Regions from separate parts of the Sus scrofa genome. Here regions 1, 2, 3, 4 and 5 are each linked to region 6. The links are chromatin contacts, called in public Hi-C and HiChIP or PLAC-seq maps. All regions are on one chromosome and are shown on one strand. The core of a region is the stretch at or near the end of the contact, and the rest is flanking DNA. Distances in the headings are between cores, read along the strand shown.

Region 1 (4,823 bases), core at 316-2,815, 250 kb after region 6:
CTAACGTGTGTTTCTTTCCGCATTTGTACCATGATTTACTTCGGCAGGACTGAGTCTTTAATTTCAGTATTCTCAGCCCCCTGCCAGCACTTAGCCTAGCATTCAGTATGCACTCAATAAATGCCTGCTCAAAGTATGAATGAACTAAAGAATCGCGGAACTGAGTCGCAGAGGGGGATCGGTCTGGGAATTCCAAAGTTCGGGAGGGGACACGGGGGCGGGCAGTGGCTGTCACATGACTAGGCGGGGCAAATCCCATGTGCTTCGCGGCACCGGGCAAGGCTCCGCCCTCTGCGCCGGTCACGTGGGGGCGCCGGCTGCGCCTGCGGAGAAGCGGTGGCCGCCGAGCGGGATCCGTGCGGGGAGCCGGAAATGGTTGTGGACTACGTCTGTGCGGCTGCGTGGGGCTCGGCCGCGCGGACTGAAGGAGACTGAAGGTAAAGCCGCCATGTCCGGGCCCGACCCGGCCCCCCCATCCCCTCCCCCCGCATCCGCCGCCATCCGGGCCGGGACCGGCTACCCTGCGCCGCCTCCCCGGCGCCCTGGCTCCTCGGCCCAAGCCCGGGCCCCGGGCCGCCAGGGCCCGATCCCCGGCCCACGTGTGCCCGGCCTGGCCCGGCCTGGCTGCTGGGTGGGGGTGGGGGAGCGCGGGGCCGGAATATGCGGTCCCCGCGGGCTGGGAGGGCGCCGGGTTTCCCGGCTGCTAAGTGCCACCTCGGCCCGACCCGAGGAGGCCCTACGGGCGCAGGCACCGCGACTCCCGGCCCGCCGCCCCCTCCCCCCTTTGCGGCCCGGCCGCCGGGAAGTGACACGTTGTTCTTTGGCACTGGCCGGCGCTGCGCAGGGAGGGCGCAGGGGAGGGAGGCGGCGGCGGCGGGCAGGGAGGAGCCCCCGGCCCCGCCCGCCCTCCAGGCCGACCCTCACTTGCTTCAAACCGGCTCTTCTTCGGCCGCCGCCCGCCTGGCCTTTTACGGCCCGACTGCCGCTTTTCCTGGCCTCCACTCCTGGGCGGCGGCAGGCCTCGCCTCTAGCCCCGTGCGGGTGCACCCGCGGCCACCCGCGGCAGGCGTGCCTTGTGTGCCCCTGGGCCAGGCCCCGAACCCGGTGTCCCCGGGTGGGGGGTGGGGACACCACGGCCGAAGCTGCTAGCTCCGTTTGTGATCCGGGAGCCTGGTGCCAGCGAGACCTGGAATTTCCGGTCTGGTTGGTCTTGGGCCCCGCGGAGCCAGGTTGATACCCCCCACCTCCCAACCCCAGGCCCTCGGATGCCCAGAACCTGTAGGCCGCACCGTGGATTTATTCTTAACCGAGGGGGTGAGTGAGGGGCTGTTTCAGCAGATCAGGGGGGGTGGTTGGAGCTGCGGGTCTGACAAGGTGTCGGTGGGGACATAGGCTGGGTTTTATGCTCCTTCACCTTTTTGGCGATTCCGGGGCTTGTTGTGGGACCCAGACCTTGCTTCATCCCTCCCCCACTCCATTTGCCTTAAGCTTGGGTCCCTTCCCCTTTCCGAGCTCCGCTCTTTCCCAACAGGTGCTGGGGGGACCCTGATGTGGCACCAAATGAAATGAACAAAGCTCCACAGCCCACAGGCCCCCCACCTGCCCCATCCCCTGGACTCCCACAGGTAATTAGGGAGGAATTAGCAGCAACTGGGGTGGGGGTGGGGGAGACCAGGCAGCCGGGTCAGGAACAGGTTCCAACCTCTGGATTTTCCCACCCCCTTCTGTGTCAGGGCAAAGTGCAGCTTCCTGCTGCCAAATTGAGGCAGGGCCCCGGGGCTGTTCTTAGGGGCTGTCTTGGGGAGGGTATATGTGGACTGTTGAGGCTCTTGCCACAGCTCTGCTCCCCTTACTTCACCAGCTTGAGTTTCTGCCCCACCTGGGTTTCCCCTCTTGCTGAATTCTGGTCTCCCCCCTTCAGCCAGCGTTTCCCCCGGGGCAGACAGCACCGGTGGTGTTCAGTACGCCTCAAGCGACACAAATGAACACGCCTTCTCAGCCCCGCCAGGTGAGGGGCTGTGGGGAGGGGAGTAGGGGGCCTGGGTGGGAACCATGTGAAGCTTAGGCCAGTTTGGGCCTAGGATGGAAACTATGGAGGCCTTGTACCTGCCCCAACTTCCTGACAGTTGCTTTCATGCGGTTCTGCACTTTGCACTGTTGATTACTTACGGTGGCTGGCCCCTTGGAGTATGTAGTTGGTGGGGATGGCATTCCTAGGGGTCCTGGTGCCTTGGGGGCAGTGCTTTGGGCCCTGCTGCCAACTCCTGCTTTCCTGTTTTCTTTTACTGGGAGGTTGCCATTGCTCCATTCCCCATCCATCTTTCTCTTTTGGACTGTGGCAAGATAAACACTCCAGCTAGTTCTTGCCTTTCTCTGTTCCCTAAATTCTTCCTCACAAGTGGGAGAGGATTCTTGTCCTGCTTCCTTCATTTTCTTTCCCTCCTCATCACCTTGGGGATAATTCTTTTCTTTCCTGTCCCCATGTGCTCTCAGGGAGGATTCAGGTCTCTGCAGGTAATACCCCATTGCTAATCCTGAACTCTCTCCGGGTCTCACCCTTACACTCTGCCCTAGTCAGGGGCTAGACTCAGTCTGGGTCCTCAGTCTGAGGCTGACCGATGCATGTTAGGGGCTAAATCTTGTGTAGTTCACATCTGGGAACTGGGAGACTGTTGCATGTTAGCGGTGAGCTCCTCAGTACCTTAGGGTGGAGCAGTGCATGCTGGGGAGTATGTTGCTGAAAAAGGCTTTACTTAGGCATGATGCATCTGGGTGTTAGGAAGCCTCTGCTGAAGGATAGCCTGGTGAGGTGATCTGAGTATGCATGGCAGGGAGGGAGTAAATATACAGAGTGCCAAGTGTATACCTGAGTTTGGAGGGCGTATGTGAGTATAAGAGGCCACTTAGCCATCACTTGGTCAAGTGAGTCTTGGAAGTGTTGGTCTTCATGCTCCAAAGCCCCTGGTACTTCTCTCCTGACTAGAGACATAGTGGAATGGCCCTTTTGCTGTCCACCTCCTCCCCTTCCCATTGCCAACTGCCTTCCTCCCTCCTGACAGCACTTCTACCCTAGCCGGGCCCAGCCCCCGAGCAGTGCAGCCTCCCGAGTGCAGAGTGCAGCCCCTGCCCGCCCTGGCCCAGCTGCCCATGTCTACCCTGCTGGATCCCAAGTAATGATGATCCCTTCCCAGATCTCCTACCCAGCCTCCCAGGGGGCCTACTACATCCCTGGACAGGTGAGGCTGGAGGCTTGGGGGCTGGAAGCCACAGAACCTTGTACCCTCCCACCCTCCCCCCTCCCCTCCAGTCCCATCTCTTCTCCAGAGGTGGGACTTCCTTCTGGTCATTGCCTAGAGTTGGCTTGTCCTGTCTTGTCCTACATACTCTTTGTAGTCTGATATGGTCTTCATAGCTCCCTTAACTCCTTCATTCTCATCCTCCCCTTTCCCCTCCACCAGGGGCGTTCCACATATGTTGTCCCGACACAGCAGTATCCTGTGCAGCCGGGAGCCCCAAGCTTCTATCCAGGTGCAAACCCTACAGAGTTTGGGACCTACGGTAAGCAGGGGAGGGAGTTAGGTGAGAGTGAGTCCCAGGGAACATCTAAACTTGCTTACTAATTCCTAAGACCCTTCCCAGGTTTGTCTCTTGGTCTAAAAATGGTAGAGGTAGTAGGGATTGGTGCTTAATATGTAATTGGTGTGGGGGTGGCGGGAGAGGGTCTTATAGTATCGCTGAGAGTTGGGAGTCCTCCCCACATCAAGGAGTATAGTTCAGGCACCAGTTTGAGGGCCTTTGAGTAAATATTCCCTGTGACACTCATTCCATGCTTGGGGGGAGCCCATGTAACATGGATTTGGGAAGTTTTTGTAGCTGTTTTTCATTTATATTCTAGGAAAGGATTAGTCTGTTCTTTATGGCAGTGGTTTCCAAAATTTTTTGATCATCAGGAAAAATTTTGAGTATGTACCTCTAATACGGGTATGTTTCTATTTGTTTATATGTATGCATCATTTAAACAAATAACACTTATGTTGCTTGTCAGAAACAACTGGAAGCTATGGATGATGTTAAAGAACGCATCTCATTTTGGAGACCATTGCTTTAAGGAATTTTCCGCATCCTGGGCCCAGTTCATAATGTGACTTTTTGTTTCCTTGCCCCTTAGCAAAGGGCTGGAGACTGGAACTGGACTCAGGTTGAATGGAACAGGGCTGGCAGATGTTTTTATCATTCCCAGCCAAAGACCTGATTCTGTTTCAGGTTAAGTAGTAGCTGCTCTCTGAGTGTATGTGTATGTTTTGGTGGGGTGCATACATGGTACCTTATGGAGTAGAAGAGGAACAGACAGAGTCCGGGTGGCTGGAGTGTGGTGGGGAGCGAGTGCCTGCCTATAAGGGGTGTGTGTGTGTCAGTGTTAGGAATGCTTGTAAACGCCGTTCAGACTGGTTCCCCAGCTTTGATAGACACCTAATTCCCTTGGGGAGGAGGGTAGGGCAGGGCAAGGGGCTGGCTGTGGGAGAGGAGAGGTGGGTGGGGAAGGGGTGGGAGGTTTTTAGGCAGACATTTGTTGTGTGGTTGGGCCCTAACCCTGCCACTGTTCTTCTTTTCCCTGTGTGTTTTTCCCCTCCTCAAGCTGGCGCCTACTACCCAGCCCAGGGTGTGCAGCAGTTTCCCACTGGTGTGGCCCCCGCCCCAGTTTTGATGAACCAGCCACCCCAGATTGCTCCCAAGAGGGAGCGGAAGACTGTGAGTAATAGCAAGGGGCTTTAGGACATCTGGGAAAGGGAGAGTCAAGGTCAGGCATGTTGCAGGTCAGGGAG
Region 2 (4,913 bases), core at 1,983-4,482, 190 kb after region 6:
CCCTCACATCCTCGCTGAACCTCCTATCCCCACTCACACAAGAGGTCCAGTGTCGCCCTGCAGTTGAGTATAGTCATAGGTGCCATTGATGACGCCCTCCACCTCAGCCATGTAGGCCTTCCAGTCAATCTCTGTATCTGGAAAAGGACAGCATGGTGTGGTTACTTCAAGCTCAGAACTTGTCTGCCCCAGGCTATCAAAGCACCTGGTTCTGGCTCACTCTCAGGACTTCTATCACAACTCCTTCTCTTAACTGCCTATCTGACATTCTCTGGGTGAATGTCATTCACATTCTCAGGTCAAACTCTAACATGTCTGTAATGCAACTCGTAATCTTCCACTCCAAATCTGTTCCTTTTTCTGGGCTCAATGAATGGCACCATTAACCTCTCAGCTGCCCAGGTCACAAACCTGGGAAACGTCTTTGACACTTCCTTCTCTTTCATTTGCAACCCCCAGTCACCAAGTCCTGCCTATTCCTCATCCTAAATATTTCTACTATCACACACTCAAATTTGGGCCTAACATAATCTCTAGCCTCAGTGATGCAAAAGCTCCCTAATTAGGAGTTCCTGTTGTGGCGCAGTGGTTGATGAATCTGACTAGGAACCATGAGGTTGCGAGTTCGATCGATCCCTGGCCTTGCTCAGTGGGTTAACGATCCGGCATTGCCCTGAGCTGTGGTGTTGGTTGCAGACGCGGCTCGGATCCCGAGTTGCTGTGGCTCTGGCGTAGGCCGGCGGCTACAGCTCTGATTAGACCCCTAGCCTGGGAACCTCCATATGCCGTGGGAGCGGCCCAAGAAATGGCAAAAAGACAAAAAAAAAACAAAAAAAAAAACCTCCCTAATTAGGCTCCCAGCTTCCACTTTCACCCCACTGCAATACATTTTCCACCCCACAACCAGAGAGATCGTCCTATAATAGAAACCATATCATGTTTCCCTGCTTAAAACTCTTCAATGATTCCTTAAGATGAAGACCAAACCTTATTTTATTTTTCATTTTTGGCCGCCCCACGGCATATGGAGTTCCTGGGCCCAGAATCAGATCCAAGTGGCAGTCATGACCCAAGCCGAAGCTGCAGCAACCCTGGATCCTCAACCCACTGTGCAGGGCAGGATATCAAACCTTTGACTCAGCACTCCCAAGATGCCACCGATCCTGTTGCACCACAGCGGAAACCCCAAGACCAAATTTTATTATTCCCATTTTTAGAAGAGGAAATTATGAATTTATGAGGTTAAGTGACTAGCTCAAGATCAGTGAGCTAGGATGGGTAGACTTGAGACTGAAACTCATGGAGTCCTAAATTCTCAGCCATCTTGCTATCTATCTCCTTAACATGGGCTTACAGATTCCTACATGATCTGGCCTCAACTTTTGCAGTCTTATCTGTCTGTACTACTCTTACTTGATTTTACATTCCAGCTCTAAAAAAATTTTTTCAGTTCCTCAAACAAAGTAGACTTTCCCCCCCTTTCTGTTTTTTTTGGGCCGCACCCAAAACATATGGAAGTTCCCAGGCTAGCGGTTGAATTGGAGCTACAGGTACTGACCACAGCCACGGCAATGCCAGATAACAAGTCGAAACTTGGATCTACACCACAGCCCTCAGCGTTCCAGATCCTCAACCTACTGAGCAAGGCCAGGGATCAAACCCACATCCTCATGGATACTAGTCCAGTTCGTTGCTGCTGCGCCAGCACAGAACTCCAACTTTCTCTTTCAATTGAAGATTTTTGATACAGGATTCTCTCTTCCCCCCTCCTTTTCTCTTCTTCAACTAACTAGCTCTTATGTTTCAAGGAAGACTCTAGGAAGCCTTCTCTGACTCCTCAAGGCCTGGCTTAAGTGCCCTCTTGTGTCCTTTATAGCACTGTCTTACTATCATGATGAATATGACAGCATTGTAATTTTATACTAATACATCTCTGTCCAGGCCTACACAACCAAAAAATGTGTCTATCTTTTTCGAACTATACTCTTGGCACCTAGCATAGTGTTAGCCATATAATAAACACTCAACAAATATGTACTGAATTAACTATCTTAAGCAAGAAAGCTTTAAGTCCAATGTTTTCAGCCTGGAAAGCAGCCACCAATAATGCCAAATGACTCAAGCGATCACAAAACGCTATCGCTAAGAAGAGAGTTCGAGACCTCAGAACTGAACAGATGAGAAGCTTGAGACACAGCAAGAGAAGTGACGGGTCCAAATTCACAGAGACAAGCAGCAGCAGCAGTACATTAAATTGGACCCAAATTTTCTGGAAGGGATTAAGATCAGGTTTCGTTTTCAGTGGAGCAATCTTTAGTTTTTACTGGGGTAAAAAATAAAGGCCTGCATTGAAGATTGAGTGGATGAGGGGTCTAAGAGCTCTAAATCTAGGTCCCAGTTTGGGTCGGGGGTTCGGTCCCCTTCCCTACCCTCCCCTCCCCCTCGGCGCACTCACATGCCACCCTGTGAATGACCCAGAAGGTGATGCCCACCTCCGCCAAGCAGAGGCAGGCGGCCACCAGCAGCGTGTAGCGTGGCTCCAGCAGTAGTAGGCGCCGCTCTTGCCAGGCGCGCCGCAGCCATTGCCCGCACTGTCCCGCCGCCAGGGCTGCGGGACCTGCCCGGCCGCGTTTCCGCAGGCTCGCCGCCATCTTGATGGTGCACCGCTCCTGTGGGCCCGCTACCTCGGAAGCCCGATCCTTGGGTATTTGGGTTCCGCTTCCCGCGCTGCATGTCCCAACGGACTGAGCGTAGGCTGGAGTTGTCAGAGTCCTTATTTACTCCAAAATTCACTTCTTCTATATCTGTCTCCCCTATGGAGTGCACACTCTACAAGTAGAAATAATGTCACTCCTCAGTACATACTTAACCCTGGACCCACAGGGGCTAATGTGGATCGAAGTTTGCCCGGAAAGGAACATTCTTGTCTGTGCCCTGTCTCTCCCCTCCATCTCCCCGGCCCAGTATAACACTTAGCCTGTGTCGTTAATATCAGCGTACATGCCAGTCTTTCCTGGAGGATAAGACCTGTGCTACTCCCGCCATCCCTCAGAGTTCTCTGGGTGCTCAATACTGGGAAGAAATAAATTCCTCATTAATTTTCAGACTTCTTAATGGGAGGAGCCAATCAAACAAAGTATGAGAAGGGGAGTGACGAGCCCGAGTGAGTGCGACACCAGGACTGTGGCTCAGAAGTTAGCAATGCTGCCGGAGGACTCAGGGTCTGGACGATATGACTCCCCCATCCGGAGGATTCTTCCCAGCGCACTTAACAGAGAACGGAAGTTCCACGTGTTTATGTTGAGCAATTGCTGGTGCTGGGCGGAGACGTAAAGGCCACGCCTCCTACATGCCACCATTCCGATTGGTTACATAGGAGCGCCAAGCCCCGCCCAGATGTGAGAACCTGCAGCCCTGCGAACCCAGAAGCGGCAAGCATGGCCTCTCCAAGGGCCTCCACGCCCCTGCCGGAGTTACCAGAAAAGAACAGCGGGTACCGCGAAGTCCAGTACTGGGACCAGCGCTACCAAGGCGCTGCCGACTCTGCCCCCTACGAGTGGTTCGGGGACTTCTCCTCCTTCCGTGACCTCCTAGAGCCGGAGCTGCGGCCCGAGGACCGTATCCTTGTGTTAGGTGGGTAGTCTCGGGACTGCCCAGCCCAAGGGGACTGTTCCTGCTCCTCGCTTCTGCCTGCCCCTCTGAGAGGACGCCCTAGTCAGAAGTGAAGACCCAGAACCTTCAGAATCTCTGCAGTAGTTGCCAGGGCAAACAGGTGCCAAGAGATTCTTAGTCCGGGGACCGCCACCCCCTCCCCCGTAGAAAGTCTGAGTCTGAATGTAGTAAGTGGGTAGGTGACCCATAACTCGGTTCCGGCCCCTAGGGAGGCAGCCTCGAGCACTAAGAGAGCTCAGGGGACTTACTTCAATTCCCAGCGCTAGCTGACTGTAAGACAGGACGAATCGTGAACCTGTTCTGAGCCTTGGGTTCACTTCCAGAAATGGAACTGGGAATTCAAGTCGGGTAGGGCACGTGCAGGTACCTCGAGCGCAATGCCTAGCGCTTTTTATGTTTGCCCGGCTGGGCACCGGGAGCCATCGTCACTCAGAGACTGATCTTTTCACTCTAAACTCTAACAAACCTGGTCCTATGCATCCATATGCCCCATTCTCCGCCCCCCACTCCGCCCTGCGGTGTGCAGTGAGGACAGGGGCAGCACTCTCTGAGGGGAGATTGCTGCGGAGGATGGTGTGATTTTTTCCAAAGGAACAAATAATGGGTTGTAAGGTGGGGCTCTGAGAGGTCCACTTGCCCATACTGGGGTTCTCTTACTCTTCCAGCCTTGGGGACTCCAGTGAAATTTGATTAAGCAACAGATTTCCTTCTAATTATAGTTTTTATTTTGGTGTTTTTAAAAGCATGTATATGTTTAAGTGAAATATTTCCCATATATGAGACATTTATAATACATTATATATGTAAGGTATAAATAATAACTCGAATGTGTGTGTATAGCCTACTTGGTTTGAGAAATAGAACATTTCTAGGACTAGAAAGGAAGTATAATCTAGTGCTTAAGAACTTGGATGCTGGAGGCAGCTAATTATGTTGGGATCTTGGAACATGTAATCTTAGCTGCAGAATAATGGCAAAATCATAGAATCTTAAAAAGAGTTCCCATTGTGGCTCAGTGGGTTGAGAACCTGACTAATATCCATGAAGATGCAGGTTTTGGTTTTGTTTTTTTGTGTGTCTTTTTGCCTTTTCTAGGGCCTCTCCCGCGGCGTATGGAGATTCCCAGACTAGGGGTCTAATCAGAGCTGTAGCTACTGGCCTACGCAACAGCCACAGCAACTCGGGATCTGAGCCATGTCTGCAACCTACACCACAGCTCACGGCAACACCGGATCATTAAC
Region 3 (4,380 bases), core at 1,741-4,240, 140 kb after region 6:
CTGCTTCAGCAGCCCCTCAGGGCTTCCCAAGGATATTCAGCCCCCACACCTACACTTCAACATGTTGAGTCACTAGCTTCTGAGGAGCACCCCAGCCTCTCACCTATGTATAAGAGACTCTGTTCCCCTTTCTCCAGAGTTTCTTTCTTTCCTTCTTTCTTTGCTTCTCTCTCTCCCTCTCCCTTTCCCTCTCCCTTGTAGGCCCCCCCCCCCCTACTACGTGCCTATGCAACTTCTCTTAAGCCTCAGGGCTGGTCCCTGTCCGGAGGGCTGGACCCTCTCCTAGTCCTCCTAGGTTGTGGGGCTGGTCCCCAGACTTCCCTCTCCTTTCCCCCCACAGCCCTCAAACCTCCCACACATGTCCCCATCATCTTCCTATCTGGATAAATAGCCCAAGCTGAATCTCAGGTTGGGCTCAGCAGAGGACTCCCCAGGCAAATGACAAGCTGTTCTCACCCTGCTTTCTACCCCACACACCCTTCCCTGTTTTCACAGTTACCATGATGACCCAGAGCAAGGTTGGGCAGGGGGACTTCCAGAGCGCCAAGTTTTATTTTTTACTTTATTCCTTTGTTTAAGCAAAGCACAACTTTCTCTATAAGCCTCTTCTGTAAATTCTGGCTCACCTAGGCTTCCATATTTTTAGGATTGGGGTGTCAAGAGTAAGATGAAGTCCTAAGCTCTGGCCTTTGGGGCAAACCAGGGTAGGGGTGTTTGGGCATTCATTCATTTAACAAACATTCCCTGGGGGTTTTGGTGCATAGGGTTGTGTTAGAAGTGTGACTCAGTTTTGCCTTCCTCCTGGGAGCTCTAGGTTTGCTCCCAATCCAGACTATGTTTTCCTTAGCCACCCCATAGGGCTGCCTCTTGTACTCTTCCTCCTCCAATTCTTCTGTTTCCAACTCTTGAGGATTCCTCCACCACTGCTCACACCTTCAGGGTCCTTGTATTCTATCTTTGATCCACTTCTCTTTCCTCACTCCCAAAATGGTGTCATCCATCCTGATGTCCTCAACTGCCAGTGATATGCTGGTGTTTCCCAAATATATATCTCCATCTCTAAATTCCCTCTATTTTTAGATCTGTATTTTTATCACCTACTGGACCTCTCCATGGTCATGGCCATAAGGATCCAATTCATCCCTCTCCCCCACCCAAGTGTGTTCCTCCTGAATTCCAATCCTGGTTACCTTCATCACACTCTACATAGGCTCACCAGCTAGAAATATTTATGGGCTTAAATTCCTTCCCATACCTTACTAGTCAGTATATCATATCCATTCCTCTCCAGCAATCTTTCTTGAATTTGTCCCTTCCTCTCCCCTCTGCCTCTATTCTAGTTCACAGGAGCATGGGATTTGGAGTCAGGTTATTCTGGGTTTGAATCCCAACTCTACTACTTTTTGGTTGCGTGATAGGAGAGTTATTTAATCTCTCTGAGCCTCAGTTTCCTCATATGTAAAGTGACAATAATAATACCTACCTCACAGGGTTGTTGTGAGGATTTAATTAGATATTGTACGAAAAGTGCCTAGCACAGTGCCTGGCACACAGTAGAATAGGTGCTCAATAAATGGTAGCTATTGTTATTATTATCATCATCATTATTATTTACTCTAAATTGATAAGACTTTAGGGTATGTATTGAGGACAAAGCTTTTGGAAAGGTAGAAGTGAAACCTTGAGTGATGGTTCAAGAATTACAGTATTCAGTCACTTAATGGCTTCAGTCTGTGACCCCGATTTGAGAGAAGCCAGATCTTCATCCTACCATATTCTGGCTTCTACCAAGAGGATACTAGGAACAGTAAGGTTTGCAACTGGTTTGCCTTTTCTTGCCCTTCCTTCCTCTCATGATGGGCTCAGCCCTGCCTATGGAAGGCAGCAGGGTATCTCTCTCTACAGAAAGAGAAGAGCCAGCTGATTTTCTTCAGGTCCCATAAATGCCAGGGTTGGCCCTGTCTCCTCAGCTTGCATGTGAAGATTAACTCTGTTCATCAGAGAAGGGATTTCAAATCCCACGTCCAATTAAATTCAAGTCACCAATGGTTTTCTGAACAACATATATGCCTGTCACTAGAAGGCATACATTTCCTGGTCTTGAGCTCACAGTCACATAGGTATAACTGAGGTAGAATATGACATATTTTCATAAAGCTTTAACTAGTTTCTTTCAAATATTTGCCTCCTACTACTTTGGGTCTTGATCCCTGGGAAAAGGCTCATGTCTGTAACCAATATATATTGCCAAAAAAGGTGGGAAAATCAGAGGTGATATTACAAAGCAGTAAACTCAGCACAAATACTTCTACTGCCAAAGTCATGTATTTGTGTGTAAAGAGAAGACAACCAGGAGTTCCCGTCCTGGATCAGTGGTTAACGAATCCAAGTAGGAACCGTGAGGTTGCGGGTTCGATCCCTGGCCTGGCGCAGTGGGTTAAGGATCCAGCATTGCGGTGAACTGTGGTGTAGGTCGCAGACGTGGCTCGGATCTGGCGTTGCTGTGGCTGTGGGGTAGGCCGGCAGCTGTAGCTCTGATTAGACCCCTAGCCTGGGAACCTCCATACGCTGCGAGTGCGGCCCTGGAAAAAGACAAAAAAAAAAAAAAAAAAATCCAGACACTGGAGACTGAAAAGCCTACGGCAATCCAAGGATTAATAGATGGGCTTCAACAAACAGCACTAATCCTTCGGGCTCTCAGTAGCACAGAAATAGGAACAGGAGGGATTGCAAAGACTACAATTCCCATAATGCTCAATGGGGAAAATGAAGTAAGTGTAGCAGCTTATTCTAGACTGTGTATTTCGGGTAGGGCTGGATAAATCTACTCCTACCGTTCCTCCAAGGAACGCTAATCCTCCTTCGAAGGCTCTCAAAGGCCGTCGGTAGTTGTAGTTTTGCTAATCCTAGGGCGCATAAAGGTGTAAGCGAGAAGGCCAAGGAGCCTGACGGGATTTGTAGTCTGCGCCGACGGCGGACGCGCACGCGCAGCTGAGGCCGGGGCGGGGCCGAGATACTGCAGTGAAAGCCGAGGCAGCGGGCAGGCGAGCAGGGGGCGGGCGGACATCTTGGGATCCGGAGAGTGGCCGGCCCGGCAGAGCAGGCGGCCTCGGACACCAGGTGAGCTCGGGATTTAGTCGTAACCGGGTGAGGGAGGACGGCTACTCGACTGCCCAGCTTTGCCCTTCCCTGCACTGCGCTACGCCGAAAGCTGCCCACACCCGGGAGTGGCCCCAGCCTTCATATCGGGAAGGGAGCTGACGGTGGGGCGGGGGCGCCCCGGGCGCGGCTGCAGGACGGGCACGGAGCGGTGCCCTTCACCTGACCCGCCCGTAGCCTTCCCTGAGAGGGAGACCTACTGGAATCCTCCCAGAGGTGGGACGCCGCGCGGCGCCCCCCTCCCTAGGATCTTGACAACCCCCTACCCCTCTGCGCCTTCTCCTTTTCGCGCAGGGAACAATTCCCCCATCCTTTGGAAAGTGACACGCACTTGTGTCGCCTCTTTGGACCGTGACAAGCTAGCCCACCCTGTGGCACCCCCTCCTCGCAGTTGAGTGACAGCCCCCCGCGCCCCGTGGAACCAGCTTTTCTTGCGATGTCCTCTTCCCCAAGGCGAATAGCCCAGCACCCCCACATGCCTCTATACTTGCATCCCAAAGCAAGCTACCTCTCCCCAGCTTTCCCTGATTCGCCATTCTCATTCTCTCCCTGCCGTCTTTCCTCTTCAAAGCCTTGACCTTTGCCATACTGTAAACTCTTTCTTCCAGGTGCCCCCACCAGCCCTGTTGCTGCTGTGGGCTCACCTGATTATACTGCCTGACTGTTGCTGCTGGTATATCCTTTAGATATTCCACTCCTGTCCTGGGCCCCATCTCTGCTTCTCTGATGCCCTGAGCTCCCTACCACTTGATACCTGTGAACTTGGTTCTTTGCATAGGGCTATACCTCCATTTTGCGCTTCCTCTCCCAGTCTCTTTGGGGTTGAGGAGTGGGATGTGTCCACCACCTTGAGAGACCTTTCACTCAGTCTGGGAGACCTTGGCCGCCTTGACAATAGGCTTTATTTTTCAGTTTAGAAAAGTCTGCCAAACTGCTCCCTGTGAAACTAACACCAGGGCTAATCCCAGAAATCTAGAACTAAATTAACCTTTTTTCTCTTTGAAAAGTCTGAATTAGTCTGACCCAAATAATTTGAGTAATTCAGGTATTCTGCCCCTTGTTCATAAGCACTCAGCTGAATTATGTTGTGGGTCTGGAATCACAGAATTTCAGCTGGAAGGATCTCTTGATTTTATGAATTGCATACACACACCCGCTGCCCGCCACACACACCTGTATTTTGATTACACTTGGGAATTGAGAGGGAGCCTCCCTTTTTTA
Region 4 (4,782 bases), core at 82-2,581, 140 kb before region 6:
TTCCTAACACATATCATTAATATACAACACCTGGTGCTTCCCAAGAGCTATATTCACTTTTCTTGCCTCCCAAACTCTACAATTTCAATTGGGATCTGGATTAAAGAATGAAATCAGGACCGCTGAAATCAATCACCACCTCCACCCGACCTTCTTTTCCATCTCCTCAGAAGTTTAAGACTTCTGAGTTGACAGGACTTGGCTAGGGTCTGGGAAATATAGCCTACAAACACTCCAGGTGACTTTAAGCAATGGCTCTACCACTCTGGAGCCTCAATTATCTAACATTCGTGTTTCTTGCTACCATCTACCTACCATCAATCGGGTGGATTCCGGGCACTTATCTAACTGAGGCAGAAATTAGGAAAGCTGAAACTCTGGAATAAAGAACAGTAAATAATTTCAGAACCCATACACATCAGAATCTTAGTTGAGGATTTCTCTCCTCTCAATTTAGAGTTGAATTATTCTAAGGCAAAAGCAGCCAATTACAGACAGAACATACTCTTCAAACAGCCTCCACTCGGGAACAGTCGAGTAGTTTTGTTTTCAAATCATCTGGAAACCAACTATTCCACTATCTCAATTCTTGAACAGAAAAGCCTCTCCTACAACTCCGCAAGCGTCAAAGTGATGCCCTCCTGCGATTCTGTCTTCCCTTATAAGGCTTTCTAAACGCTAAAGAAGGTAATTTGCAGTAAAACTAAGGTTTATGTAAAAACCGACGGAAAATAAAATCTTGACCCTGCCATTCGAGTAGGTGTGTTAAACTACTTCCCTTGCTGGCGGGATTATGAGGCGTGGCGCACGATCAGCCCTCGCCGATTACTGTCCCTCCCGACAGAAGAGGGGCCAGCGCGGGCTCACTGAAAGCTGGGCCGGGGCTGGTCACTATGAATCCGGGGCAGGATGGCGCGGCTAGAAGCGAGGACTGGATGGCGGCGAGAGAGGAAGTTGGGACGGAGAGAGAAGGGACGGATGTGCACAGAGGGTGAGCGGGGAGTGGCACGAGAGGCCCACACGGCCTCCGCCCCTAAAGATACACCTCCAAAGCCAGGGTCACCAGAGTCGAGAAGCCACGAGCGGCGGTCATTACCTGCGCCCGAGTAGCTGCGGCGGGGCCAGGCCCGCGGTGAGCTCCTCGCAGCTGCGGCTGCCTGCCGGTGGAGCCCATGCATGTCTGCAACCCCAGCCTCTACACGCCCAGCCACGCCACGCCATCTTCCCAACCTCTGCCCCACCATGGCCCGACCTTACCAACCCTTGCTTGGAACCACTTCCGGGGCGGAGGAAAAACCATAGAGCCCGGAGGAGCATCCTAGAGCGCCCTCGCGCGGCTGAGCCCAAGCCAGACCAACCCGAGGGACTGGGACCCGCCGGCTGGTTCTTCCAGTAACACCGGTCTGTACCTGGGAGGGCTGTGGGAGTTGGGACTGCCCTCCACCCCGCTTGCACAAAAGGCCCCGAGGAAAAAGAGAAGGGAAAACTGGTATTTATTGAGTGACGCCATGTACCAGGAACTTTACCTAAATTATTGCATTTAATCCACTTAAAGCACTCCAGAAAAAATATTATCACTGTCTTTACCATGTTTCTGAGGCCCAGAGGGAAGTGAGAGGAAGAACCAAAATGGTAACGGAAGTTTTCTGAAATTACTACTCTTTTTTGTGCATCTCACTATTTCATGTTATGATACACTGAAGAGGATCCAAACCTGACTTGAAAATCTGAATTGTAGATAAAATTTAGACTTCATGATCAGTCTTTGCCTCCCTGTCAGTCAGCTTTATTTCCTTCCACTCCTCCTTCTGACTGTAGCTGCAGCCATGCTAAGTCATCCGCAGTTTCTGAAAGGCATTGCTTTTCCAGCTCCTACTTCTCGAAAGTTCATATACCATCCTCACTGCCTGAAACACTTTTCCATTCTCTCTCTGCCTAACCAATCCTTCAAACCAACCTCAATCATCAGGTTTTTTAGGAGGCTGTAAGGGAGGAAAAGTTTCCCTCCGTTCTCTTAGGATCCCTGGCTGGGCCTGAAAATTAAACTGGCAAAGGCTAATAGGAGAAGAGCATGAAAATTTTGTAGACATTTTGCATGTACTTGGGAGTCTTCACAAGAGAATTAAGACCAGAAGAAGTGACTAGAGCTGAAAGTATTTAAAATTTGTGTAGAATTGGCAAGATAATGGGTCTTGGGTTAGGGGAAGACCAACTAGAGCTAGGTAGTCCTTATCTTCCTTAAGTGGGAAGGTAAGAGTTAGGTTAACAAGGTTTGTTTGCAGATTACACTGGTGTTTCTTGTTGAACAATAATATTAGTGATTATTAATAAATAATTATTAATGATAATCAGTATCAAGACTACAAAAAAAAACCAAGTGTTTTATTTGGGGGTCTTAAGAATTGCAATTTGAAAGACTGAAAAATTGAAAAAGTGTTCAAGGAAGAGAGAGTCAGGAGCTTAAAAAGGCAAAATCCATGTGGTTGTGCAAGAATTATGATCGACCCTGAAGCAAGAAAGGAAATATTTGTTCTTAAAGGATAGGTTCTCACCAGTTATTTTAGGATAAAGGTCCAATAAGTAAATAGGCTGCCATGAAGTATTTTAGGGTGAGAGTTGGATAATTATCTTGAGTTTCTGAAACATTGAGCAGATGATCTGGATTCTGGCTTTAAGACAATAAGATTCCATACAGGTTGAGACATGCAAAAGTGACCTCCTGGCTCCATTTTAGACAGCTCTCTTAGCCATACTGACTTTATTTTTATTTATTTTTTCTTTCACACTGGTCACTAGTCTTTGGAATGGTAAGAATCTGTCTCCATAAAAGGGGACATTTATTTCCTGCCTTTAAGGGAAAGGGGGAGCCTTTTCTGCATTTACTGCTTCTTAATTGCCTTCAGCTCAAAATAACTTTTATGTCAAAGAGTCATATTTGGGGTGAGACATATTTTGCTTTCCTTTAAGGCCATCCTTTTAGGCCTTCAGTCTGATTTAACTCTGTTTTTATACTGCTTATGCATATCACTATAATAACATGGCATTCATTCCATAAATACTTAATAAGCACCAACAGATGCCAGGCAATGTACTAGATCTGGGATGTATTTTAGAAGACACAATCTCTGACCTCACAGACATCCTACTCTCCTAGGGGAGAAAGGACCAAGTAAATAAACAGGCAAGTACAATACATTGAAAGAAGTGCTTTGGTCAGAGAAGCAGAAAGCTCTTTGGAGATTTGGAGGAGGGGGGAAACAGTGCAGTCAAAGGATAAGGAATGGAAGGAAGGGGATAAGGCGCCCCAGAGAAACTGATAGAGGTTACCAGGAGAAGAGAAGGGCCTAAATATTCTAGCATTTGTGATGTTTTTCCAGGGCATGACTTTTTTGAGAAACCAAAATAAATTAACTTCGCCTTAGTCATAGATGTCAATTCTGGGATTTGATTTTACCGTATTTGCAAGCCAATATGTTTGAATGCTGGCAGAAAACAGGAGACTCCTGGGTCAGAAATAAAAGACTTTATTACCCAGAGCACAAGCATCATATGCATCACTTGCAGGGGTTTCCCTTTTTCTCCAAGTCCTATGGTGGCAATTACATGAGCCAGATGGATGCTGAACATGCAAAGGATTTTAATTTCAACTGAAGAGCACTGAGCTTGGAGTATCTACCATTTTCATAGTATTTTTTTTAAAAAAGGAAAAAGAAAAAGAAACAACAGGGCCAAATGGAGTCACCTGTGCTAAGCCCCACATCAGCAAAACATGACTTAATACCTAATTAAATTAGTTTCAGCCTCTCCTAGGAATGTGACCTTTAATCAGTCAATCTGGAATTACCTGGTCAGGACTACTCAAATAATCTGATAGATTCACACCTTTCCCCAAATGAAGGTGACCTTGCCTGAAATAACCCACTCTTTTGCTAGAAACTTCCTTTTTCTTCCCCCTTCTGCCTATAAAAACCTTCCATTTCTTATAGGTCCTGAGAGCTCCTTTCTGACTTTTAAGATGAGATTCTGCCCAATTCATGAATCATTAAATAAAGATCTAATTGAGATCTTCAAATTCACTCAGTTGAATTTTTGTTTAACATTAAGTGGTAAGCAAGCAAAATACCTTGATGCAAAGGCATTTTCTTCCAAAACAAAAGGCATATTTGCTTATAGCCTTGCATCTTAGTCTACTTGGGCTGCCATCAGAAAGTACCAGACACTGGGTGGCTTAAACAACAGAAATTTATTTCTCACAGCTCTGGAGGCTAGAAGTCTGAGATCAAGGCACCAACCTGGTCAAGTTCTGGTAAGAGCTATCTTCCTGGTTGCAGATGATTGACTTACTGCTTTGTCCTCACATGGCAGAGGCAACAAGCTCTCTGGTGTCTCTTCTTATAAAAGCACTAATCCTATCACAGGGGCCTCACCCTCATGACCTCGTCTACACCTAATTATCTCCCAAAGTCCCCATCTCCAAATACCATCATTTTGGGGATTAGGGTTTCAACATATTAATACTAGGGTCTCCCAGGGGTCAAGATGAGTGGGAAAGGCCTGTGAAGGTGTGCTGACTATAATCCAGGCCAAGGAGTATTTATTATTATTTGCCATTTGTGCACACTTAGTATGTACTAGGTATTGTATTGGGTATTTTACATGTATGATCATATTAAACTGTAATATCAACCAAATGAGTTAGCATTATTATCTGCACTTTGCAGATGAGACCACTGATGCTTATTGATATTCTGACACTTTGACTGTTTATTTCTATAAATTAGG
Region 5 (4,910 bases), core at 2,134-4,633, 230 kb after region 6:
AGAAGTTTGGGGGAAGCATGGCTGGTTAGTGGATGCAATTGGAAGGAAGCTGGTAGGAAGGGACAGGTAATAGGTTGCCCCCCTGATTAGAGAGCAATTTGGTCATAAGGCTGGGAGTTTGGCCAAATGGTAGCAAGAGGTGCTTCTGGGAGAGCAACTGGACTGAAATAAAACTTCAGGCAGGATATCAGTGTTATCACGAGGCCTTGAAAATAACTGCTAGACATTTGCATTTGGCCAGGGAGGCTTGGGGCTTGAGTGCTTGGAGGTGGGGAGTAAGGGGCAGCACTACAAATTTGAGGAAGTTGGAAAATGACAGCTGCCTCCTCTCCAGTTGCCAGGCACCTAGACAGGCACTTTGTATACACTGCCTTGTTTCATTCTCATAAAAAATGATGAGGGAGATACTTTATTACCCACATATCACAGGCGAAACCAAGCTGAGAGGTTAGGAAGCTTGCTCAAGTATCACAGCTGATGAAAGGCAGTGGGTTTTTTTTGTTTGTTTGTTTGTTTGTTTGTTTTGCTTTTTAGGGCCACACTTTTAGCATATGGAAGTTCCCGGGCTAGGGGTCAAATCAGAGCTACAGCTGCCAGCATATGCCACAGTCACAGCAAAGCTGGATCTGAGCCACATCTGTGCCTTACACCACAGCTTGTGGCAATGCTGGATCCTTAACCCACTGAGCAAGGCCAGGGATTGAACCTGCATTCATACAAACACTAAGCTGGGTTCTTAACCTGCTGAGCCACCACAGGAACTCCTGGAATTTGGGGTTTTTGTGTGTGTGTTTTTCCTTTCTCTCTTTTTTTTTTTTTTTCAGCCGGGTCTGGGGCATGCGGAAGTTTACCTTCTGGGCCAGGGATCAAACGTGCACCACAGCAGCTACCCAAGCTGCTGCAGTGACAACACTGGATCCTTAACCTGCTGTGCCACCAAAGAACTCCAGAATTTGGTTTTAAACACCAGATCTGTCCTCTCTAAAGCTCATGTTCTCTAACCCATCTCCAACCTTTTATTTTGAAACATTTAATTTTTTTCTTTCAAATATTTTGAAACATTTTAAACCTACAAAAAAGCTGAAACATGGCACAACAAACATTCAATACCTGCCAGCCTTTTAAGGGGCTGGTGGAGCTATTTCCTGTATAGAAGACAAAATCTGATAATCTGATAGAAGGAAGTCACAGAAAAAAAGAAATTTAGAAGAAATACCTCTGCAGAGGATTGAAGAAAGCATAACAAAGTATGGACATCTTGAAGCCAGATGTAGAATAGGCAGAACAGCTATGGATTGCCCAATTTTTGTCAGCTGACCATGGAAGGTCATCCCCAGAATCCAAGCACTGAATGGAAAAGAGGAACAAGTTATAAAGTGGGCATCAATTCTCTTACTGTGTATCGGGTTAAGGATCTAGCTGTTGTCACTGGTTAGTGGCTCCCGCTGCTGCTGTGGTGAGGGTTTGATCCCTGGCCTGGGAATTTCCACATGCTGCAGCTGCACCTGGAAAAAAAGGAGGGCATCAGATCTTTACATCTATATCTGTACAGATATTTAGCCAGTGTTCATTCAGTGCTAACTGCGCTGGGCCAGGTAGTTTGTTTGTTTTAAACAAACACTTTCGGCATTCTTCAATGCCTCAGGACCCATAAAATAAGACTCCAGGCCAAATGGTGAATGATCCCACCAGATTAAGGAGAGAAGAGTTACTTCTCTTTTCTCACCTTCCAGATACATACACATAGCTCTAACTGAAGAACTTTGAGGTTTGCTAAAATAGCCAAGAGCTTGGGAGTCTGAAAGATCAATATTCATATTCTGATTCTACCACATATTTTAAATGTCCTCTATAAAATGGATACAATCCTACCAGACTCAAAAGGTTTTGCAGAAAAAAACATATGTCATTTAAAATCAGTCGTTCTGGCGTTCCCGTGATGGGGCAGCGGAAATGAATCCGTCTAGGAACCATGAGGTTGTGGGTTCAATCCCTGGCCTCGCTCAGTGGGTTAAGGATCTGGCACTGCTGTGAGCTGTGGTGTATGTTGCAGATGCAGCTCAGATCTGATGTTGTTGTGGCTGTGGTGTAGGCCGGCAGCTGTAGCTCCGATTCAGCCCCTAGGCTGGGAACCTCCATATGCTGTGGGTTCAGCCCTAAAAAGCAGAAAAAAATAAATAAAAATCAGGAGTTCCCATTGTGGCTCAGTGGGTTAAGAACCAGACTAGTATCCATGAAGATGAGGGTTTGATCCCTGGCCTTGCTCAGTGGGTTAAGGATCTGGCACTGAAAGCTGCTGCAGAGATTGCAGATGTGGCTTAGCTCCGACCTGGTGTTGCCGTGGCTGTTGCTTAGGCCTGAGGCTGCAACTCTTATTTGACCCCTAGCCTGGGAACTTCCATATCCCACAGGTGTGACCGTAAAAAGAAAAAAAAAAAAAAAAAAAAAAAAAGACAGACTGAGGACAAGTCAAAAAGACAGCTCTTATCTTCTTTTGTTTTCAGTTCCAGGATTTCGCATTAGTGCCTAGGACTTCATGTATTCATTTCTTTTTTTTTTTTTTTTTTTTTTTTTTTTTTTTTTGTCTTTTTGTTGTTGTTGTTGTTGCTATTTCTTGGGCCGCTCCTGCGGCATATGGAGGTTCCCAGGCCAGGGGTTGAATCGGAGCTGTAGCTGCTGGCCTACGCCAGAGCCACAGCAACGCGGGATCCGAGCCGTGTCTGCAACCTACACCACAGCTCACGGCAACGCCGGATCATTAACCCACTGAGCAAGGGCAGGGACCGAACCCGCAACCTCATGGTTCCTAGTCGGATTCGTTAACCACTGCGCCACGACGGGAACTCCCCATGTATTCATTTCTACTCCATCTGGCAACCCTGTGATTTTAAGATGGTATCCACATGTAATATCAGAGCACCTTCCTCAAGGCGCGGGGGAGGGGGGTGAAATGGGGAGGTGGGGGATGTTATGAGGTTAATATTCCATAGTGTTGTGGGTTATAAACACATATTACACAGACTTCACACAGAGGGCATTCAAGCGTCCTGGAGTTCAAGAATCTTGTCTGTTGATCCCACCACGTTGCAAACTGGAGTATCACTGTAGGTTCTATTCACACCGCTATAAGGGACCCTAGGGGCAGTCTCGGCTCGCAGCCGGCTCAACTCCTACAGCAGCAGGCGCCCCAAATCCCGACAGCTCAGGAAACTCCAGGTTCGAGCCGGCGCCCGGAAAACTGGGAATTGTAGTTTCCTTGCGGCTTCGGAGGGCGGGGTCGGAGGGCAAGGGCTCCCAGGCCGCCGGGGTAGGTGGGGCGCCGCGGCGTTTCCGGTCGCAGGCGGGCTCTGGAGAAGGAGGGGCGCCGTGGGCGAAGAGCGCGAGGCCCTCTGGGAAACCGGGCGGTGCGCACGGTGTGCGCGCAGCGGGCCGGCAGTGGCAGCAGAGATGGAGGAGGGCGGCCGGGATAAGGCGTCGCTGCAGACTCAGCAGCCCCCAGCGACGTCCCCCGGCGGCGGGGACGAGAAGTCGAGCAGCAAGGAGCGGCGAGATGCCGGGGACAAGGACAAAGAGCAGGAGCTGGTGAGGCGCAGCCCCGGGAGCCGGCGGAGGAGGCCGCGGCGGGCTGAGTCACGGCGGCTCCGCAGGCCTCGGGCTCGACTCCCAACGGCCGCACAGTGCGGGGGAGAGGGCGGATAGGGCGATCCTCGGGGCTCCCGGCGCCCTGCCTTTCTACCCCCCATCCTCCATTCCGCGCTGTTACCTCCTCCGCCCCTACCAGGCCTCATCACCATCTCTTGTGGGCCCGGGCGTGTCATTGTCACCCCCGCTTTTCAAAACGGCGTTCGAGCAGAGCCTGGCCCAGAAGCCAGGCGGCCTTCCCACCAGGGCTTTCCATTCCTCTCTCTTCCCTTGTCGACCTGATGCCTCCTAAGGAGGCGGACTCACTCTCCACCTGCCCCAGGGTGAATGGGAGGAGGATGGGTTTGGGATTCCTTCTCTTGATGCGCATCTTCCCCCAATCTTCCAGTCTGAGGAGGACAAACAACTTCAGGATGAACTGGAGATGCTCGTGGAACGACTTGGGGTGAGTCAGAATGTCAGCAAGAGCTGGTGTATATATGAATCTTACTCACTTGTTTGCTTTATTCCACTTTGGGGCAACAACTCATAGGTGAGGTATAGGGAACGATGGACCATATTTTAGGTCCATCAGTGTTAGAACCATGTTGTGAGGAAAGGGAGGAAAAAAGATAATTGAAAGATTTTATAGCCTTGTCTTGTGGGAGAAGCCATTCTTGAACTCTTACCTGGAGACATTTGTTTTTGTGCCAGGCGTGTGCAAGGAGGCGGGCAATTGCAGACACAGTTCCTTTCCTAGGGAAGTTGTTAAACACTTCTATATTATGACTTAAGGGATGAGACTCCTTTTGTCTGAGCCCTAACATCTCCTGATCAGGAGAAGGACACGTCCCTGTACCGACCAGCCCTGGAAGAACTGCGGAGACAGATTCGTTCTTCTACAACTTCCATGACATCAGTACCCAAGCCTCTTAAATTTCTGCGTCCACACTATGGCAAACTGAAGGAGATCTATGAGAACATGGCCCCTGGGGAGAATAAGGTAAAACTATTTTGGAAGCTGATGGAAGCCTAGTTTAGGAATTCTTTTCCATCTAGACATGGGGCTAATGGTGAGTCTCAGGAAACCTGATGATGTGAGATCTGAGCTAGTTGAAGGGAGCTCATAATCAAAATGCTCACGTAAGAGCTTGTAGGAGTATTGTCTTCAGAAAAGACATTGTTTCTATCATTTATGATGAACTTATTTTATTGTTAACTTTGTTCTATATATTCCCTGCACTTTCATTTGTTTTAACTCTAAAATACAGCTCCAGCTCATAACTTCT
Region 6 (4,816 bases), core at 1,501-4,000:
GAAAACACATTTCATATCAGCCTCACTAGAAATTAAAGAAGTGGGAGTTCCCGTCATGGCGCAGTGGTTAATGAATCCGACTAGGAACCATGAGGTTGCAGGTTCAATCCCTGGCCTTGCTCAGTGGGTTAAGGATCCGGCGTTGCCGTGAGCTGTGGTGTAGGTCGCAGACGCGGCTCAGATCCTGCGTTGCTGTGGCTCTGGTGTAGGCCGGCAGCGCCGATTCAACCCCTAGCCTGGGAACCTCCATATGCCGCAGGAGCGGCCCAAGAAATGGCAAAATAAATAAATAAATAAATAAATAAATAAAAGAAATTAAAGAAGTGTAGCTGTGTTGCCTTTTGAGTTCCATAAATTCCTAGCTTGTACCGAGACTTAAAAGTACAACTTTGCAGACAAAATTCTGATGGCTGCAATTCATTTCTTAAGGTAGCAGAAAAAAAAGGGGTGGGGGAGGGGACACTTACAAATCCTCTAAATAAAAAGGACTAAATCTCCTTCACAGAGGTGTATTTCCAGCACCAAGAAAGCTTGACTGGCTCAAGTCCCTTGAGTTGAAACTGCTAAGTTACTTATCTTCAAAGAAAAAAGTCACCTTGTCCAATGACAAATTGCACCATAAAGAACACCAGCCTACAACCAACAGCACAGCAGTCACATCACTGAGACCTCATTAAGTCTAAACTATAAACAGACCTGGCATCTGCCAGTGTCCCCAGTGTGGGGATGCAGGTCAGAGTAACCCATCTTGTTACCGAGATCACTGAAGTCCAACCTTCCCCCTCCAAAGATTAGCCTAACTGATTATCTGGAAGCAGAAAAGATTAGTTCTACTTTGGAAAAAAAGCAAGAGGAGATCTGGAGTTTGAAAGATAGGAAACCAAAGTTAACTCACTCACAATACCAAATGCCATGTCTGGAAGAACATAAAGATCATCTCAATTGTCTAAGAACTCACATACCCTTAGTTTCTTTCGATCACTTTTTTTCAAGTTATTCCATGTAGCAAGGGTGTGAGGAGCAGTTTCCCATTCCCTCAAACACTCCTGCCTCTTTAATTTCCCGGAAAAAGAAGCACAGCTATGAAAGTAGGCAGGCATTGTGCAGGGACAAAGCTACTATCTCTTGGCCTTGAGCAGAAGGAGGATTCTATCTTCTGTGTATCAGAAATATAATAAGACAGGGCACCCCACATGGAGGCCAGCCAATAGCTAGGAAGTTAAATAGATCTGGGAAACAAACAAGCCCCAAATCTGAGAAAAACAATTAAGGAAGAACCACTGCACTAGACTTTTTGGGGATACTATTTATATTTTCCCTCTTTTTTTCTGTTCTCCATTAAAAGTGCTGAAGTCTTTTTAAAAATGCTAACTTGTTATTAAGAGAGGGAAAGGGGAAGGAGCTTTTATTTATTTTTGAGCCAGAGCTGTATGATGGCACTAGCAGAATAATCAAAGTGGAAGAACCCCAAAGAGGTGCCCAGACTCAAAATCACCAGCGCGGAGGCCACTTGGTCGCTTTTTTTTTTTTTTTTAAACCAATACTCTCCTTCAGTGATAAAAGTGTAGGCATTCTTCTGCGAGATGATGCAGATGAAACTGCATGGGGGGGAGGGGATGCACAAGATTACAGGGACGGTAAGTAGCAAGACTGGTGTTTCCAAATTGCCTTTATTACAGCATTCCTTAGCTTTTCCAGCACTTCAGGAATCTGGTTCCAGGCCCTGAAGCTACACAAAAGACCTGAAGCTATAGGATATGTACTGACCACCCCCCTCTAATCCACTTGTGCTCCGCCTTCTGCACCTTTCACTTACTCACGCTGGAGACCCCAGCATAACCTAGCCATCTTCTCCTTCAAAACCTCCTGAAACTTCGCCAGTCCTTCCTTGTGCCCATCTGCCTCCAGTCTCCCCAAGTCTGTGCAGAAACCAAATGACCCCTGTGTGACAAATACAGAGCACCATGCAGCTTTGTGAGGTGCAAATGGAAAGGGCGTTGATGACAGTCAAGAGATCTGAATTCCTTTCCTGACCCTGCCAAGGGTTTGCTTTACGCGCTTCTGTCACGAACCTCCATCTACCCATTCGCCAAAACGAGGACCACTTAAGGTCGCTGGAGGCTCAGCCTCCACTGTGCAGCTTGAGCGGAAGTGCCCTAAGCCGCATCCCTACAACCTTAACGATGGCGGGGTCAGGGGAAGGGGGCTTCTCTCAGATGAGCTTCTCCTGGGATGCCCTCGTTCAGTAGGGCGTTCCCAAGGCCAGTTCGGCCTGGAAAGGCGATAGCTACCCACACCCACCGGCCGAAGGCGCAGCACCCCCTGGTGGCATCATCCGGGAATATAGCAGGCACCTCTGACCACTCATCCCACCCTACCTGCCTTCCGACGCCAGGACCTCACCACTAGTCCTCAGGGGTCGCGTCATGAGGAGGGGCTCGGTGGGAGACTTCAGGGAAACCAAGCCCCCTGTCTTAGATCTCCGGCTTCCCCTGAACTGCTCGCATCCCCGATCGTAGTCCCTCCAACCCTGGACGAAACACGGGGGATGGTTCCGGTGACAACCCGAGGAGAAGGAAGGGGTGTGGTGGTCGCCGCTACATACCTGTGCCCCAGCTGCAGGTCGGCCGCGCCGGCCACTCGACCACGCTCCCGAGCATCAGCCCCGGAGCAAAACAAGCCTTTATAGCGGCATTGGCCGTCAGACTGCGCAGGCGTGCTGCACAAAGAATTCCCAAGGCTGAAGGGAATTGTAGTCCCTCCTCTAGGAGCCCGAGGCTTGATTCGCGGTAAAGGACTATATTTCCCAGAAGCACCCTAAAAGCCCCGGAGGAGGTGCCGCCTGCTCCTCCCTCCACCGCGCTCTAGGCTCTGCACCATCCTTCCCAGAGTTTCTGCTATCATATCTGGAATCTTCTCTGAGGCCCTGTGTTCCAGTGGGTGGCCGGGAGAGTTGACAGTAGCCCTGTGTGGGTAGGGAGCCCAGTGTTTGTAGGCACGGCGGTCACAGCAGAGCGTGGCCACTTATGCACCAGAAAACACTGTGAAGGTCATCGTAGCCGCTATGTCCTCGCCACCGGCCAGCCCCGGATCTTGATGGGGGGATCTGTGTGGCCCTTAACGTTTTATCAGTGCTTGCTCACAACTATGAGCTGTCACCTTTCTCTCTTTAATCCCACTGCCCCTCACATAATGTTGTGCTGTCTGGTTTCTAGAAAATAAATGCCAGGATCACAATTTTTGGAGCTGCAAGAGCCTTAGAAAGGCATGCCAATTCATCCCTTTCTTTTTGTAAATGAAACAGGTTTCCAAAGAGATCGCTTTATTTTTCTTTGTATTTCATCTGTACTTTCAGCATGATCATAGCATAACCACTGTTGAGTGCCTGCCTATTCTGATTTGGTGCTTTACACACTTACTGTTCTTTGTTGTTGTTGTTTAATTTCCAAATCAACCCTATGTGTAGGTATTATTATGATTATCCATTTAGGAGATTTAAAAAAAAAAAGGTAAAGTGACTTGTCCACCTTTATACAACTAGCTAGTATGAAACACCAACATACCATAAAGCTGAAGTAATCAATACCGTATTTTTCCACAAAGATGGATTAAGATACCAATGCAATAGAATAAAGAGCCTACCCAGAAACACTCATGCATTTATGTAAACTTCATCTGTAACAGAAAAAACATTATAAATCAGTAAAGAAAGGAAGAAGATTCTACGAATAATGTTGGAACAATTGGTTATCCATATTTTTAAAACTCAGGGATTAGTATTTCAAACCACACAGAAAAGTCAATTTCATGTAGATCAAAGGCCTAATTGTGAAAGGGAAAACTTTCAGGAGTTCCTGTCACGGCTCAGTGGTTAACAAATCCGACTAGGAACCATTAGGTTGCGGATTCCATCCCTGGCCTTGCTCAGTGGGTTAAAGATCCGGCGTTGCCATGAGCTGTGGTGTAGGTCGCAGACTCAGCTCGGATCCCGGGTTGCTGTGGCCGTGGCGTAGGCCGACAGCTACACCTCCGATTAGACCCCTAGCCTGAGAACCTCCATATGCTGCAGGTGCAGCCCTAAAAAGACAAAAGACAAAACAAACAAAAACCTTTCAAACATTTAGAAGAAAATGTGAAATATCTTTATGAACTTGCGAGTAGAGAAGAACTTCTTAAATAAGATACAGAAATAATAGGAGTTACCACCGTGGCTCTGCAGAAAAGAACCTGACTAGCATCCATTAGGAGGCAGGTTCGATCCCTGGCCTCACTCAGTGGGTTAAGGATCTGGTGTTGCTGTGAGCTGCGGTGTAGGTTGAAGATGCAGCTGGGATCTGATGTTGCTGTGGCTGTGGTGTAGGCCGGTGGCTGCAGCTCCAATTTGACCCCTAGCCTGGGAACCTCCATATGCTACAGGTGTGGCCCTAAAAAAAAGATACAGAAATAACAAAGGAAAGTTTGATAAATTTGTAGTATATTAAAATATATATAAGATGCCATAAAGTATAAAGATAAACTAGAAACTATAACTGAAAAATATTTTACTGCAGAATATACAAATAATTTCTACAACTCAATAAGAAGTGGTAAATAACCAAATGGGAACATTGACAACTGATGTGAACAGACAGTTCACAGAAAAGGAAACTCGAGCAGCCGCTCAATATGAAAAGACACCCAATCTCACTAATAATCAGAGAAATGGAAATTAAAATAACAATGAAATACAATTTCATGCCCACTTGGTAGGGGAAAAAAAAAGTAAAAATGTGACAATGTTAAGTGTTGTGAAGGCTCTAGAGAGATAGGATATTTC

Evidence for each region. A called contact is a pair of places that touch in the nucleus more often than the background predicts. HiChIP or PLAC-seq counts read pairs in DNA pulled down with a chosen protein or histone mark.
Region 1: a Hi-C map of skeletal muscle shows a contact between it and region 6, with 2.6 times the contacts expected there. The contact joins the promoter of EIF4G1 here to the promoter of ABCC5 in region 6. A contact is called at or near these places in 1 of 47 Hi-C or Micro-C datasets (skeletal muscle) and 1 of 2 datasets of contacts at active chromatin or transcription factors (alveolar macrophages).
Region 2: a contact with region 6 is called in a Hi-C map of heart right ventricle, with 3 times the contacts expected there. The contact joins the promoter of ALG3 here to the promoter of ABCC5 in region 6. A contact is called at or near these places in 2 of 47 Hi-C or Micro-C datasets (embryonic fibroblasts and heart right ventricle).
Region 3: an H3K27ac HiChIP or PLAC-seq map of alveolar macrophages shows a contact between it and region 6. The contact joins the promoter of AP2M1 here to the promoter of ABCC5 in region 6. A contact is called at or near these places in 1 of 47 Hi-C or Micro-C datasets (embryonic fibroblasts) and 1 of 2 datasets of contacts at active chromatin or transcription factors (alveolar macrophages).
Region 4: an H3K27ac HiChIP or PLAC-seq map of alveolar macrophages shows a contact between it and region 6. The contact joins the promoter of PARL here to the promoter of ABCC5 in region 6. A contact is called at or near these places in 2 of 5 promoter capture datasets (fetal skeletal muscle and skeletal muscle) and 1 of 2 datasets of contacts at active chromatin or transcription factors (alveolar macrophages).
Region 5: a contact with region 6 is called in an H3K27ac HiChIP or PLAC-seq map of alveolar macrophages. The contact joins the promoter of PSMD2 here to the promoter of ABCC5 in region 6. A contact is called at or near these places in 1 of 47 Hi-C or Micro-C datasets (embryonic fibroblasts) and 1 of 2 datasets of contacts at active chromatin or transcription factors (alveolar macrophages).

What each region holds. Positions count from the first base shown.
Region 1 is chr13:122,203,222-122,208,044 of Sscrofa11.1, forward strand. It overlaps EIF4G1 (eukaryotic translation initiation factor 4 gamma 1), which reads left to right and starts at 1,566. Exons shown (of 31, transcript NM_001246253.1): 1 at 1,566-1,625; 2 at 1,922-2,008; 3 at 3,060-3,236; 4 at 3,459-3,558; 5 at 4,637-4,749. The coding sequence starts at 1,566.
Region 2 is chr13:122,145,545-122,150,457 of Sscrofa11.1, forward strand. It overlaps ALG3 (dol-P-Man:Man(5)GlcNAc(2)-PP-Dol alpha-1,3-mannosyltransferase), which reads right to left and starts at 3,233. Exons shown (of 10, transcript XM_005670035.3): 1 at 3,001-3,233; 2 at 2,493-2,829; 3 at 38-137. The coding sequence starts at 3,045. ECE2 (endothelin-converting enzyme 2) reads left to right here and starts at 3,385. Exons shown (of 18, transcript XM_013982250.2): 1 at 3,385-3,633. The coding sequence starts at 3,438.
Region 3 is chr13:122,091,385-122,095,764 of Sscrofa11.1, forward strand. AP2M1 (adaptor related protein complex 2 mu 1 subunit) reads left to right here and starts at 2,991. Exons shown (of 12, transcript NM_001243644.1): 1 at 2,991-3,120. It overlaps DVL3 (segment polarity protein dishevelled homolog DVL-3), which reads left to right. Exons shown (of 16, transcript XM_021069945.1): 16 at 1-1,591.
Region 4 is chr13:121,812,348-121,817,129 of Sscrofa11.1, forward strand. PARL (presenilins-associated rhomboid-like protein, mitochondrial) reads right to left here and starts at 1,332. Exons shown (of 10, transcript XM_021069926.1): 1 at 1,262-1,332. The coding sequence starts at 1,317.
Region 5 is chr13:122,184,117-122,189,026 of Sscrofa11.1, forward strand. It overlaps PSMD2 (proteasome 26S subunit, non-ATPase 2), which reads left to right and starts at 3,384. Exons shown (of 21, transcript NM_001243477.1): 1 at 3,384-3,582; 2 at 4,031-4,087; 3 at 4,460-4,624. The coding sequence starts at 3,448.
Region 6 is chr13:121,955,151-121,959,966 of Sscrofa11.1, forward strand. It overlaps ABCC5 (multidrug resistance-associated protein 5), which reads right to left and starts at 2,751. Exons shown (of 30, transcript XM_021069932.1): 1 at 2,606-2,751.